Regions from separate parts of the Anas platyrhynchos genome. Here region 2 is linked to region 1. Evidence: chromatin contacts called from public Hi-C data. All regions are on one chromosome and are shown on one strand. Each heading gives the region's core, a stretch centred on a gene start, on an enhancer-like site or on the middle of the called end of the contact. The rest is flanking DNA. Distances are from core to core; before and after follow the strand shown. Region 1 overlaps DEPTOR (DEP domain containing MTOR interacting protein). Region 2 holds the start of DEPTOR (DEP domain containing MTOR interacting protein).

Region 1 (6,472 bases), core at 2,268-4,767:
ATTGAATCAGAAACCATGCTGATATTTCTTATATGGCAAACATTTAGTAATTCTGCTTCCAGGTGAGTATTTGTGGGGTCCCCTTTCATTTAAGATTATGAACCCCAGTAGCATGCTGACTAAGTGGTGCTTTTCTTTTTAAGTTTCAGTGAACTCTTTTAAGATGTCATCACAAAAAAAAATTAAGTGTATTTATTTATTTATTCATTTAAATTTAGTTTTTATTTGTATCAGGTTATTCTATAATCCTGTGGTATTCTATTATTAGAATACTTTTACTTGTGGCAGTGGTCTGAAAACGAGAGTGATGGCTGGGAACACCAACGTATTAATTCTGTCTCAGACAGCAAATCCTTTTGTGGATGTAGGCAAGGCTCCAGATCTCTCCTCCTCGATTTCCTTTCTTCAAAAATAGTGATCGTTAGCGAGTGCTGCTTAATAGCACCGCATGCTATATATGTCCGAAGCGATGAGCGCAGCAGCAGCATGTGCCTGCAGTAATGAAGGTGTCAGGACACACGGATGAATTGCTTGCGGTGCTAAATGGGACTTAGCAAAGCCATGTGGCTCGTGGAGGGTGCACAGGCACATGCAGTTCATGAAGCTCCTGTGCCCTGATTATTCCCTGTGTCCCAGAGGCAGAAGGTCCATCTGTGCAGTGTCCCATCTCTGGCAGTGGCCCAGGCAAGCAAGAGACAAGCTTCTCTAGGCTCCTCCGTGAGAGGGACTCACAGTCTGACCCCATATGGCAGCTTCTGTGCCCGAGTGGAGGGCTGAGCCCTGAGCATCACAGCTAGGCTGGCCTCTTCTAAGGAAGTAAGTGTAAGCCACTTCACCTCCCTGGCATGAACATGGTGTCTGAGACCAGAAGCTGCTGCAGGAGATGTCTGGGCTCTTTGAGGCCATTCCTTCCTCACTGGTGTCAAAAGACAGAGGAAGTGCATGCTTAAATCCAGCCTTTTTTGCAAGGCTATCACGCAAGGCTCCTGCTACAAACTCCTAAGGTATTCAGAAGGGGTGAGAGGAAGAAGGAACGTGTTGAGGGGTGTGAAAGAAGGGATGAGATCAAAGAGCACGTTGAGGGCTGCAGATTGGGCACAGCACACTGGGTTCTGCTGCTTTTGGATCGCAGGTGCCGGGCAGAGCTGAGAGCGAGGCCCCGGCGCAGCGCCTGCAGCAGAGGCTGAGGCCGAGTGCCTGTCATGTTTGCCAAGCGTCAGGCTTGGCTGCTGTCTGAGCGCGTATCCGTGGTGTTGTTTATGCATTACTTGTAAATACATCCAGCCCGCCAGCCTTCGTGAGCCAATCTGGGAAGAAATGCAATTTCTAAACGGGGTAAATCCAGGAGGTAGATCCTTCACGGGAACGATCAGCCGCGGGAAGTCATTTCTGTGGAACGTGATCAGAGCTGAGTGAGGACGGGGAGAACGCAGCCAAAACGTCTCCTGCAGCTATTTAGGATCCTGCAGTGCTAACGCAGGGGCTGCTCAGGAGAGCTTGCTGCAGTCCAGCACTGCAGGAGTCAGAGCTCTTCAGGGACCTGGCACAGAGCTCGGGCCAACTGCTGCATTTTACATCACCACTGAGAAACAGCAACAGCAGCCACGCAGACACTGCGGCCAGGCTGCGGTCAGTGGGCACACTCAGTCCCCCAGCAACCTGGGATCTGCTCTCAGCGTCCAAACAGGTTGTAATTAAGACTTCTGCTGGTTACGTTAGAAACGATTTTTGGCCAGGTGCCTGTTCCCAAACCTTGCGTATATGCGTGCAAAGGAGAGGAAGCGGGATGCAGGAAGTGGCTGGGACACCGTGTCTGTGGTGGATAAGACAGAGGAAACGCACAGGTCTCCCTTTTCTGCTGCCCCGTGGCTCTGACGGAGGCAGGCAGGGCGGCCAGCTTCTCGGTGCCGCCTGAGATCGAGGCACAAGGCTCAGGGGAGGGAGGGATGTGAGTCTGGTGAGCACAGCTCCGCGTGGCACACAGTGTGCACCCAGAGGGGCGTCACGCAGCCTGTCGCAGAGTGCTGGAGTGCTTCCACTTCCACTCGACAAAAATGAGTGCTTGCCATTAATCAAGGTGCTCTGAAAGATGCCTTGCAGCTGTGGCTGCTGAGGTTCCTCCTGTGTTACCGACCCTATAAAAGCATTCATGTTGAAGCCACCTGTGTGAAGCCACCTTGCCCCATTTCTGAGTCTGCAACTGGGAGGAAAGAGGTGCAAGTGTTCCTGGTGGGAGGGCACATGTGGCAGACAGGTATACTCAAATTTCAGTCCCACCAAGCAATCACATCTATCCATTTCTTTTTCCAGTGTCCAACAAGCACCATTTTATGGACAGCAACTTGCTCTACCAGTGCAGAATGAATTTCCGCCGGCGGCGGCGGCTGATGGAGCTGCTCACTGAGAAGTCTCGCCTGATGCCAGAAAGCCATGACAGCCCCTTTTGCCTGCGCAAGCAGAACCATGACAACAGAAAACACACCAGTTTTCTCTCAGGTGACTCATCAACTCTACTGCTGTCTGTAGAGTGACTCCATGGGATGCTAAATATCCTTTAGCATCCTTTTTGTGAGAGGGATTTCAGTGTTTATCTGAAAAAAAACAGAGCAGGGTATTGCATATCCCTCTTCACAGGGATTGTGCTTTTACTCAGTTTACCAAATCTTTAGCTCTCTGTGGTGGTTTTTGCTCCTGTATAAATAACAGCTCGCTTGCTGGTCAAAAATTAGTGTCCACGATCCAACAGAATGGATTCAAATCCCCCTAAACCCAGAGTAATTTGCCATATACTCTATGCTGGTTTTGAGAAAAATGAGGGGAAGGGATCCTGCAGTGTTTGCTGTACAGTGCTATCAAGCAGGAAATGAAAGAATAAATGGGAAGTAGAAAAGCTTATTTCTCTGTACTGAAATGCCTCCTAGAAAATCCTGCTATGGGAGCAGTTCAGCTGTCATGTTAGCTGTGGTGTTATACTCACGCAGTGACCCTTCTGTGTACAACACGCTTACCCCTTAGGAAGGTGAAAGCATGGCTTTGTGTCTTAAAGAACCTGGAGAAATGCATCTAATAATGGACACCGGTTCCCTTTCTCCCTGTGTTTTCTCGGGGCGTGCAGTGAGTCCCACCAAGGAGATAAAGATCGTGTCGGCGGTGCGGAGGAGCAGCATGAGCAGCTGTGGCAGCAGCGGGTACTTCAGCAGCAGCCCAACGCTCAGCAGCAGCCCCCCCGTGCTCTGCAACCCCAAATCTGGTAAGCACCAGCATCGCTTCTGATGCACAGGCGACAGGCACGGGCATTTGTCTGGGGACAAGGAGATGTGAGGAATGCCTAACGTCACGTCTAGGTTTATCTTTTCAAGGATAGATTAAAAATTCACAGCACCATGGTTTTTTAAGGCCAGGGGGGAACTGTTAGCATCACCCAGCCTGAAGTCCTGCCGAATGCAAGCCAGACGTCTGCCTCCCATAATCTCTGCACCAAGCCTATAATTGTGGTTGGAGCTGCAATTTATCTCTGAGGAGGACATGCAGGCAGAGACTCAGCTTCGCCTCTGCACTGCCAAGCCCTGGGCCGATGCAAGCCTCCTCCTTGAGACATTCCTTTGGCGTAAGTCATGGGAGGGTTTAACTGTCCAGTGGCCACTGTGAAATAGCACAGCTCAGAAAACAGCAGCATCCAAAACCGGAGGAAGCATTGTTTGAGCCTCTCAAAGACCATTTCAATGTTTTCATTTGTTTAGGTCTTGCACTGGTTTGTTTGGGAAGGTAAAAGCAGTGGTGAAGCTTATTTTCCTTTTGAAAGGATTTCCTATCCCATGCCGGAAGGTTAAACACACCCATTCTTCTACAGCTTGGTTAAAATTGTTTCTTATTGTACATCTGTGGAGGGGAAAACAGACTGGGATGGATGTTGTTTCAGCCTCTCTATTTCCCTCAGAAAGAGCCCTGAAGTTCAAAGTCCATGTTGCCCTTTGTGCTCCTTAATATTTTGGATTTAGTACAAATTCCCAGTTCTGCTCTGGCTAGAGGGGTGTGTACAACTGATGGGCAGGAGGTCAATTTTGGGATTCTTGCTTGTTTGGAGGAGGGGACACCTATGCCATTGTGCAAGGTATGTGAGGGGGTTGCTTTTGCCCTGCACCAGCCTGCTAAAGGGAGGTGGGAAAGCAGTGATCTTGCACAGACGTGAGCACACTCCAAGGAGCTCGCTGCTGTGTCCCTGCTGATGGTGTGGGCAGCATTGTACATCTGTGGAAGGCTTCAGTGGATGACTGTCAGCTTCTCCTTCAAAGGGATGCTGGCATTTCAAGTGACTGCTAGAGAGTGCGTCAAGCACTATGTGAGACTTGTTCAAAACGCTGACAATTCGCTCTGGAGATGAGTAAGTGCATTTCATCCCCGTTGTGCAGAGTGGCCATCAGAAACACAGGTGTAGTTACAGGGACATGCTCTTTCTGCTGTTAGCACATTTCCTTCCCTCTCTTTAGGCTCTGCTGGGAACTGAGGACGAGGGTCTAAATTAAAATCATCTGAAGGACTGAGGGTGGTTGCATGACCAGAAGCATAACCCCATACACTGGACCTGCTGTTCATTTCTGGGGAGCGCTCTCGGTGCTCTTGGTCATTGCACACTCAGAGTACGCTGCTGCTGGGTGCTCAATGTCACCTTCCCACGTGTTTGCCCCTCTATAAAAAGTGCCACAGCATTGTATCTTGGCAAAATATGTGTCAGGTATACTACCTAGAAACACTCTGATAGGTTTGGTGTGGTTAGCCCCTGGCCCCAGTACACCATAATTGCATCCTGGAAAATTTTCTGGGACAGATAAACCAGCATTCATGTGCTGTCCATAAATGTGTGCATTATCTGAAGTATGCCAGGTATTCCATTCATTTATGATTCTGATTATATATGAAGTGTCAACCCATGAGTAGTGAGAACAAGTTTATTTTAATGCAGCTGATTACACAACACTGGAAGAAAAAGGATAGGCTGATGTTGCCCTTCCATAAATTATTGTTGTTTTTTTTTAAATGCAACTTCCCCTAGGGTAATTTCTCCTGTAGCACAGCTACAGATCCACACACCACCTTGAAGAGGTTAACATAAGGCTGTCAGATGTAAATGTTATGGAGGAATTCTCAAACCTCTGCTGGACTATAAAGCGATATTTTCACCAATAGTTTCCTGCTATCCAGAACCAGAGCATGTTGCTGAATTTTATAGTAATAAACAGGAGACAGGCATCTTGTCAGCTGAGTTCTGTTACAGGCAAGGACTTTTAAAACAAACAGGTCATGACTTGACCAGTCATGTAGGAAAACAGTCATCAAACAAAATTTCTGAGGGTATAATGAAGGGTGGCATGCAAGGGAGTCCTGTGTACATGGTTTATCTGATTCTTATTTGTTGACTGAACATAATGATCCAGGTTTTTTAAGTTGAATGGGCATGCTCTGAAAAGAGTAACTCTGGCTAAATGACTGCTTGTCAAAATCCACGGGAAAGAAAAAAAATACTTATTGGTTTGTGTGCTAGAATTCTTTCCGCTCCCAGGAGTGTCATTAAGAAATTCATGAATGTTTCAGAATACCATCTGGGAGAAATTTTGTATTCCACCTGTGACTTAAAAGGCAGACATCACGAAAATCATTTATCACTAAAGGAAAAGCAGTCATAATTTGAAAGGTGAAGCAGGCAAATGTAGTGAAGAACATACAGGTTTACATTGCCCTCTGTATTGTAAAGCATTGACAGACAGAAAAACCCAGTGTGCAGAATGGTATCAATCTGATTTGACAGAACATTGCATTTACTTTGTTCAGGGAAAAATGAACTCATAATACAGAAAAGTAGCAGGGAACCTCTGAATATGAGGGCATTAGATATCTGTGCTTACAATTGCAGAAACCTCTTTGTTGGGATAATACCTGAACCAAACAGCAGCAATGTTGCATGACTACGCCAACATTCCCTGCCTTCTTGCAGGGAAAATCAGCTCCCATCTCCAAGCAAAAAAAAAAAAAATAAAATAAATGGTGGAAGAGGTGGGGATTCAGAAATGACAAAGACTCACTTCTTGGGTTGGGAAATGGAGGAAAGGTTACCAAGCTTTCCTGTACGTAATATAACCTTTCTTCAGAATTTTCTTCTTACTGAATTCTGGGATTCCAAACTGAGTCAGATGAAATAGCTGAAAGCATACAATGTGCAGGGGGAGCCTGCAAGAAAAGCTGCTTCCTGCCAGGGAGGTTGGCCACTTGCATTGGACACAGGAACAGCCATTTCTGAAGTTCGTGGTAGTGTTTAGGGGATGCCAATTGCAGACATTGAAGTCTGTTAGCTTAACAACCCATTTTTCTGAAGGTCTCATCATTGGTGCTCAGTTACTCTGCAGTCTTTTCTTTGGCTCTTCTGCTACTTTCAAGCAAGACTTGAAAGACTATATGGGATTTGGGACCAAAAAGATAC
Region 2 (6,472 bases), core at 1,432-3,931, 52 kb before region 1:
ATTTGAGGTTTACATAATGCTGGCTCTCACACAAAAGATGTCAGGAAGAAAAAAACAACAAACTGTAAACCAATCGAACAGCTCACCTGCTAATGTCTTTTCTCCTTGAAGAGCTTCAGCATCTTTTGCATGAGATAATCAATGCCTTAATGATTTGTCTGTTATTTTCCTGTTTCAAAAGCTCTAGTCATCCCAGCAAGGAAAAGACAAACAATCTTATGCAAACAATGCTAGAGCAGGAATGAGAAGTGTGTATATGAATATTGGTAAATTTTTAATGTGAAGGTCTCGCTTTAAATTAAACTTGCAGAAAAATAATTAGTGGGACTAAAGAATTAGTTTATCGAATCTCAGATTAATTTATCAGGTCAAAAGTTAGGTGACAGATGCAATATTCTTTAAACAGTGTTCTGTATGCAATATTCTTATTTCGCTCTGTAAACATTTATGTTTCACCATTTGTACATTTACTCAATGAGATAAGAAAGTTGATACAAATGACTAGGATGCTTTCTAAAATCAGGACTCGGATACAAAGTCCCTGTTCTACATCGTGTCCCGCAGAAAGCCATTGTCTCCTTGTGCAGCCTAGGGCCGTGCTGCCTCCCAGAGAGCCTCAAGTCACTGGAAGACACCTGAGTTTCCCTTGATGCGTGTGGTGCTGACTCTCCACCAGACTTATGCAGGTCTTGTTACCCTTGATATTGTGGAGGGTGACTTTTAAAATGTCCCAGGGCTCCAGCTCAAAGCTTTGCCATGCTCCTGGGTGAGGAACGCCTCAGTGTTAGCTTGCTACCTTAACATCACTTAATTCCAGCCGTGCTGAGGTAAAATTCAAGTACATATTCATATCTAAAATAAACAGCGACTCCTGAAATTGTTCCCATGTTTATTAAGAAAATAAAACATAAAAATCAACCTGCTTCCCGGAGGTTACCTCAGAGGGATGTCTCTTGCCCCTGCTCAGCACCTTTGCTGCCAGGATGTCAGACTCAGTGCGTGCCATGGTTTGGTGGCCATTCTGTCCTGGGAGGGAGGCTCGAGACAGTTTAATCTTTTGCTAATCTTATGTTTCTATAGCAGTCTGTACACTAAGAACATACACGCTACAAACATCCAAATGGGTTATTTTATGTAGCTTATTACTGGCCCTTGACTGAACCATGACCCGTTGGGTTTATGTTAGTCAGCCGTTTTGGAGTGACATCAGATTTGGGGTGACTGATGCCTAATCCCTTATTCTTAAGCACACTGTAGCTGTAAGAAGTCTCAGTGTGAACATGTGGAACAAATTACGAAGGGGACATCAGCGCGCAAAGGCAAACATGGTAGTGTATAACCATTAAATAATTCAGTACAGGAAATTGCACTGACCTGCAAGAATAATCCGAAATGCGAGGAGAGATACACATTTCTGGCTGCAGTTCCACACGCACCCTGAATCAAGCTGGTAGCTTGTCACTGCCTAAGGTCAGATCCTTCCCCTTCTTCCTCTCCTTCTTCCTCCTCTTTTGTTCCTGCTCCCAGCAGCCCAGGCCTACCCTGTCCCTGTGTCACCTCCAGCACTCTTGGGATCCCACAGCACAGCTCTGCTCGCTAGCTCAGAAGGAGCAATCCACTTTCTGTGACTTTGCTGCCTGTTTAGTGAATTGAACTGCAGCAGAGGTCCTAAAAGTGTGAAAATTAGCCAAAGGCACCAGGCAAGGATGAGCAGGCAGAGCAGAGCAGGTGGCATTTCCCCCTTTTAGAGATGGAGAGCGGCTCAATCAGCCAAACCCAGCTGATGGAGCCGAGGGCATACGTAGAAATGGTCTGCAATGTACAATAGCATTGTCTTGAAATTTCTTCGCCTCGGTCATGTGATCAAGAGCTTGATAAAAATTACTCTGCAAATTCTTTTTCTTAAAGATAAGGTCAGATGAGATGGTTGTTTCAATTCCCTTTTGTCTCCAGCTCTGTGAATGTGTACTTTATATGTTTTAGATTGAGTGGAGTTAGGGGGAATTTGCAAGTATTCAGATTAAACTGATGTCTTCTGAATTCGCAGGAGGCAAGTTCAAGCTGTAGTGCTTAAAACCCCAAGGTGTCCTCCCTCCCTGGCCCATCCCACAGATGACACAAAGGCAGATTCAGGTTTGCTCCCTTTGCCATCCACAGATCACTGGGGTCTGTCAGAGATGATAAGACGTTCACTGAAATGACGACACGGGGTTGAACCAAAGGTCCATCTGGTCCAGCGCTCATCTCACAAGTGGCTTTAGCAGTTGTTAGGGAACAGCAGAAAAAGCATACATGAAACTTTGCCTAGCTTTCAATTATTTTTAGCACAGAGAATTTCCTGAGCTGGATAGGGCTGCTGTCTGCTTACTAACCCTCTGTACATTTCTTTTCCAAGTACTTGTCCATTTTTTCCTTGACTCCAAGTCTGTTCTTGTATACCCAGAGCCTCCTTTGCTAATAAATGCTCCCAGTCTCTTGGGGGCTGCGCATAGCACTACCTCCTCCTCTTTGTTTCCAGCCTGATTTGTACCAGGTCCATTTGTTTCCCTCCTAATTTTTGGTTCTGAAACTGTAGCTATGGTCTTGAAATGATGACAGTAATGCTAAGACATGCAATTTTTCCACGCACACGCAGTGTGTGAAGGCGTGCAGGCGGCGAGCGATCCAGGACTTTGGTCCATCCCGGTGTGCTTCATTTATTTATTTTTCTCTCAGAAATGTTGACCGGCGGTGCTCACGACCTGCCACTTGCCTTCCCACCGCCGGGACTGAATTCTGACAGCAAATTCTCCTCAGCCCCCTCAGGGCTTTTCCCCCTCCGCCGCCCGAGGGACAAAGAGGTGAGGCGAGCGGGGGGGGGGGGAGTCCTGTCAGCACCCCACATGGGGCTAATCCTGGGGGGCTGCATCGCCCCCTGAGAGGCCAAACCGGGCTCGGGGGCTCCCCGTGAGTGTGCTGGCAGCCCCCCGGGCCCGTCCCCTTTGCCGTGGGGACGAAGCCGCGGCTCCCCCGCCGTGTGACAGCCGGGGGGGGACGCTGCTGCCTTTGCGTTTTCTCTCCCCGCCCGTGACACAATAACACGGAAAGCGGGGCGGGCTGGGGGTGTGTGTGTGTGTGGGGACTGCCGGGGGGGGAGCCAGGCGAGACGGCGACCTGCCTGTCCCCTGCAGGTGGGGACAGGGGGCTGGGGGCTGCGGGGACCCGGCGCTGAAGCCCGGGTGCTGTGCCCTTAGGCCGGCGGCGATGGAGGAGGGCATGAGCAGCATGCAGCAGAAAGCGGCGGAGCTGGAGCACATGGCCGAGGTCCTGCTCACCGGCGAGCAGCTGCGGTAAGAGGCGCCCTGTCCCCTTCCCCGGTGCCGGGGGGGGGGGCGTCCCCAAAAGGGGGGAGACGGGGGAGGTCCGGCAGCCCAGCACCTGCCCTGCTGCCTGCAGGACCCCGGGGGCCGCTCTGTCAGCGGAGGGGCTCGGGGGGCTGCTGCTGGACACCCCCACCTCGGGGTCACCTTCTGCCGGCAGCCCAGCCTGGGAGAAATGGGCAGTGGGGAGGGGGGAAAACCCAAATCACGAGTCAAGTGCTGCCGCTGCACTTCTGCGGCGGTCCCGCACCACCCCTGCGTTTCTCCGGTGGTCCCGCACCGTCCCTGTCCCTCTGCGGTGGTCCCGCACCATCCCTGGGCTTCTGCGGTGGTCCCGCACTGTCCCTGCACCTCTGCAGTGGTCCCACACCATCCCTGCATTTCTCCGGTGGTCCCACACCACCCCTGCTTTTCTCTGGTGGTCCCATAACACCCATGCCCCACAGGGCTGCTCCCTGCTCCCCCGCTGCCCTGCACCCCAGCGGGTGCAAGGGGATCCCCGCCGGCACCGCCGGCAGCAGCGCTCGGTGCTGCACGCCCGGAGCTGTGCGCAGCACGGAAACTGTTAACAGAAATGCCTGACTCAGTTAATTTGTAATTTCTGTGGTGTGTTTAGTGTGCCATCTGTACCCGTGCACTACGGAGGGGAAAAGAGATGTTCAGCCGTTCGGTTCGCTGGTGCAGCGTCTTGTGATTCAGGAGGAAAAAGCCCGTGGTTATCGTGTGCTGTGTGTGTCACTGGAAAGAGATTGTAAACATATTTTATCAGTAGCTTTTGCTTTGCTTTCCTTTAAATGTTTTGCTCAGGTGCCAGACAAACACTGCAAAACGATAGAAATGCTGCTTGATTTGGAAGGTGCCATCCTTGATCCTAGTGCAGATGCTGTTACTGGTGCTGTCCATGGAAAGCACAACGGGCACCTTGTGGTGCACACCAGTGATACCCGTGGCCAGGCAGTAAGCATCTTTGTGGTCTGGCTCCAGTACACACCAGAGCCTGCTCCAAGCTTCCGATTTTTCATCAAAGTAGCTTGAAATGAAACCTTGGGTGAAAGGATGTATCGGCATGCGGGCTCTGCAGGGTGGACTTGGTGTTGAGTTGTTTGTCAAAGTGCCTGGTAAGAATCCCACTGTTTCTAGTTTATCTCACTAAATGCTGACTGCTCGGTTTTAATACAAAAAACCTGCTAGTAAGGTCAGTTTAAGTCCTTCTGTGTTTCTTGTAGTTAAATATAAAAGCAGAAGCTTTGCAATCTTCCCCTAAGGAGAAGACTGAGGAACTGCAACAAATCTGGCTCCTACAATCAGCTCATTAGCATCACAATCAGGGATGTCATTTGTCACCGTATTTATTAAAGTAATAAAACATGGGGCTATTTTTGGGCAGGATAATCAACAGACACAATTATTCCCCGACCCATGAAGTTACCTGTGGCCATTCCTTCAAAAATACGTAGGAAGTCTCCTTGGACTGTGGTTTCGTGAGCAGCTCATCCCACGCACTGCTGCCAAAAGGGGAGATCTGCTCTCCCCCTTTCCCTTTTCCTGCTGCCCACTCCTGGCTCTGCAGTCCCACCTCCCACACATCGCCAGCTCTCATACTTCTCGCACCTTTCCAGGGGAGGATCTGATGTGGCACCTGGCATGCAGGCTAGTTTGCTGATCTGATGGCTGCCAACATCCACAGAAGATAGGTGGTGGGCATGTGGAGCCAGGAGGAAGGAGAGGAGGTGGTGGAGAAGGAGCAGGATCTCCCATTCTTGAAGGACCGAGCTGTAGGATGCACCCTAAATCATCTCTCTTCCCCTAATTCTGGTTCTGTTCCTCTGTTGGGATGCTCTGTACAAAGGGTTGGTTTTCTTCAGTTTTCCAGACAATAAAAGCTGCAAAATAGAAGAGAAAACTGGCTAGTATGCAAGTCTTAGCTGACCATGTCTTAAAATTCCCCTTTTTCCATCCATAATAAGGCTATAATTGTTAATGGCAAATGAAACCATGGGAGGTTTTCAGGATCAAACACTGGCTATCTCAGAAGCCTCTGGGGCAGACGAACAGATGCTAGAAAACCAACACGCCCATGCACTCAAGGAAACGTTCTGTGCTCTATTCTTAGTGATGCTTGCACGTGCTCGCTAAGCCCTGAGCGGGAGTGATGCGGGGGGACAGGTGATTGCCTGTGCATTTGGGTGAAAGTGCACGCGGGCAAGTGTCCGTGCTGCAAGATGAACACAGCTTGGGAGGAAAAGTGTAAGATGAGACTGCGAGCACGGTGTTGCTTACACAAAACCAAGAAAATATGGGTATTGAAAGCTCTCTTGTAGTAGACCAGACAGCATGTGTCTAAACCTGGATGCTTAGGGTGGCTGCTTGATTAAAATTCCCTACAACGTTCCTATTGCCCCGGCCTCGCGTGCTGCCCCATTCCCGTGGCCTGTTTGCTGTGTGTCTGTGCCCCCCTGGCTGGGATCTCTTCATGCAGCATGGGCTGGAGGCATCGTAGCAGCGCCTGGTGCTGGCATGAGGCTTTCATGCACCAGCTTTGGTCATTAGCTGTTTGTGGGAGATGAGGCCGTGGTGTAAATCCTGGTGGCATTTTTTATGGGAAAATAAGCTGGACTCGGAGCTCCATGTTAGCTAATATGATAAATTCTAATATCCAGCAGGTTCCTCTGCCTCTACAGGCAGTATCTGGCTAAGCAAATACCTAACCAGCTCTTCCTTTTGGTTAATGGGGACATATTTTTAAAGGCGAGGACTTCTGAAGCTTGGCTCTTGGCAGGCCTTTTAATTGTCGGACAGATGGCTGTGAAACAAAGCTGAAGACTCCCCGATCTCAGCAGTGTTGCACTTCAGGAGGGACCCTCTGGGAGCTTCCACAGACCCAAATCAGTTTTTGTCCCTATTCTGCTGTGCTATTGTGTCCGTATTATGCTGTGTTTTCGAAAACCCTTCAGCTATTCAGTGGTGAGCTCATTCTTTAGAGGATGGCTGTGATGAAGAGGATGACTGTGATGTCCTCCAGAGGTTACAAGTGACCCGTACAGACCTCTACCCTGCAGAAACTTGTGCTCAGGAGGAGCATGGGGCTTGGAAGCCTCCACCCTACTGAGTCC

What was found. A called contact is a pair of places that touch in the nucleus more often than the background predicts.
Region 2: a Hi-C map of subcutaneous adipose tissue shows a contact between it and region 1, with 1.9 times the contacts expected there. The contact joins the promoter of DEPTOR here to the enhancer-like site in region 1. A contact is called at or near these places in 4 of 8 Hi-C or Micro-C datasets (liver, skeletal muscle, small yellow follicle and 1 more).

Annotation. Positions count from the first base shown.
Region 1 is chr2:13,371,921-13,378,392 of IASCAAS_PekinDuck_T2T, reverse strand. It overlaps DEPTOR (DEP domain containing MTOR interacting protein), which reads left to right. Exons shown (of 10, transcript XM_027452647.3): 6 at 2,311-2,496; 7 at 3,116-3,250. Among named protein-coding and RNA genes, the nearest start is that of COL14A1, 42 kb to the right of the region's middle. Within about 2 kb of position 3,517, at least 8 of the 8 cell types and tissues checked have an H3K27ac peak or open chromatin away from gene starts, as enhancers often do. A contact at or near this core is called in small yellow follicle and subcutaneous adipose tissue, where this site is marked.
Region 2 is chr2:13,423,216-13,429,687 of IASCAAS_PekinDuck_T2T, reverse strand. It overlaps DEPTOR (DEP domain containing MTOR interacting protein), which reads left to right and starts at 2,681. Exons shown (of 10, transcript XM_027452647.3): 1 at 2,681-2,840; 2 at 3,234-3,329. The coding sequence starts at 3,244.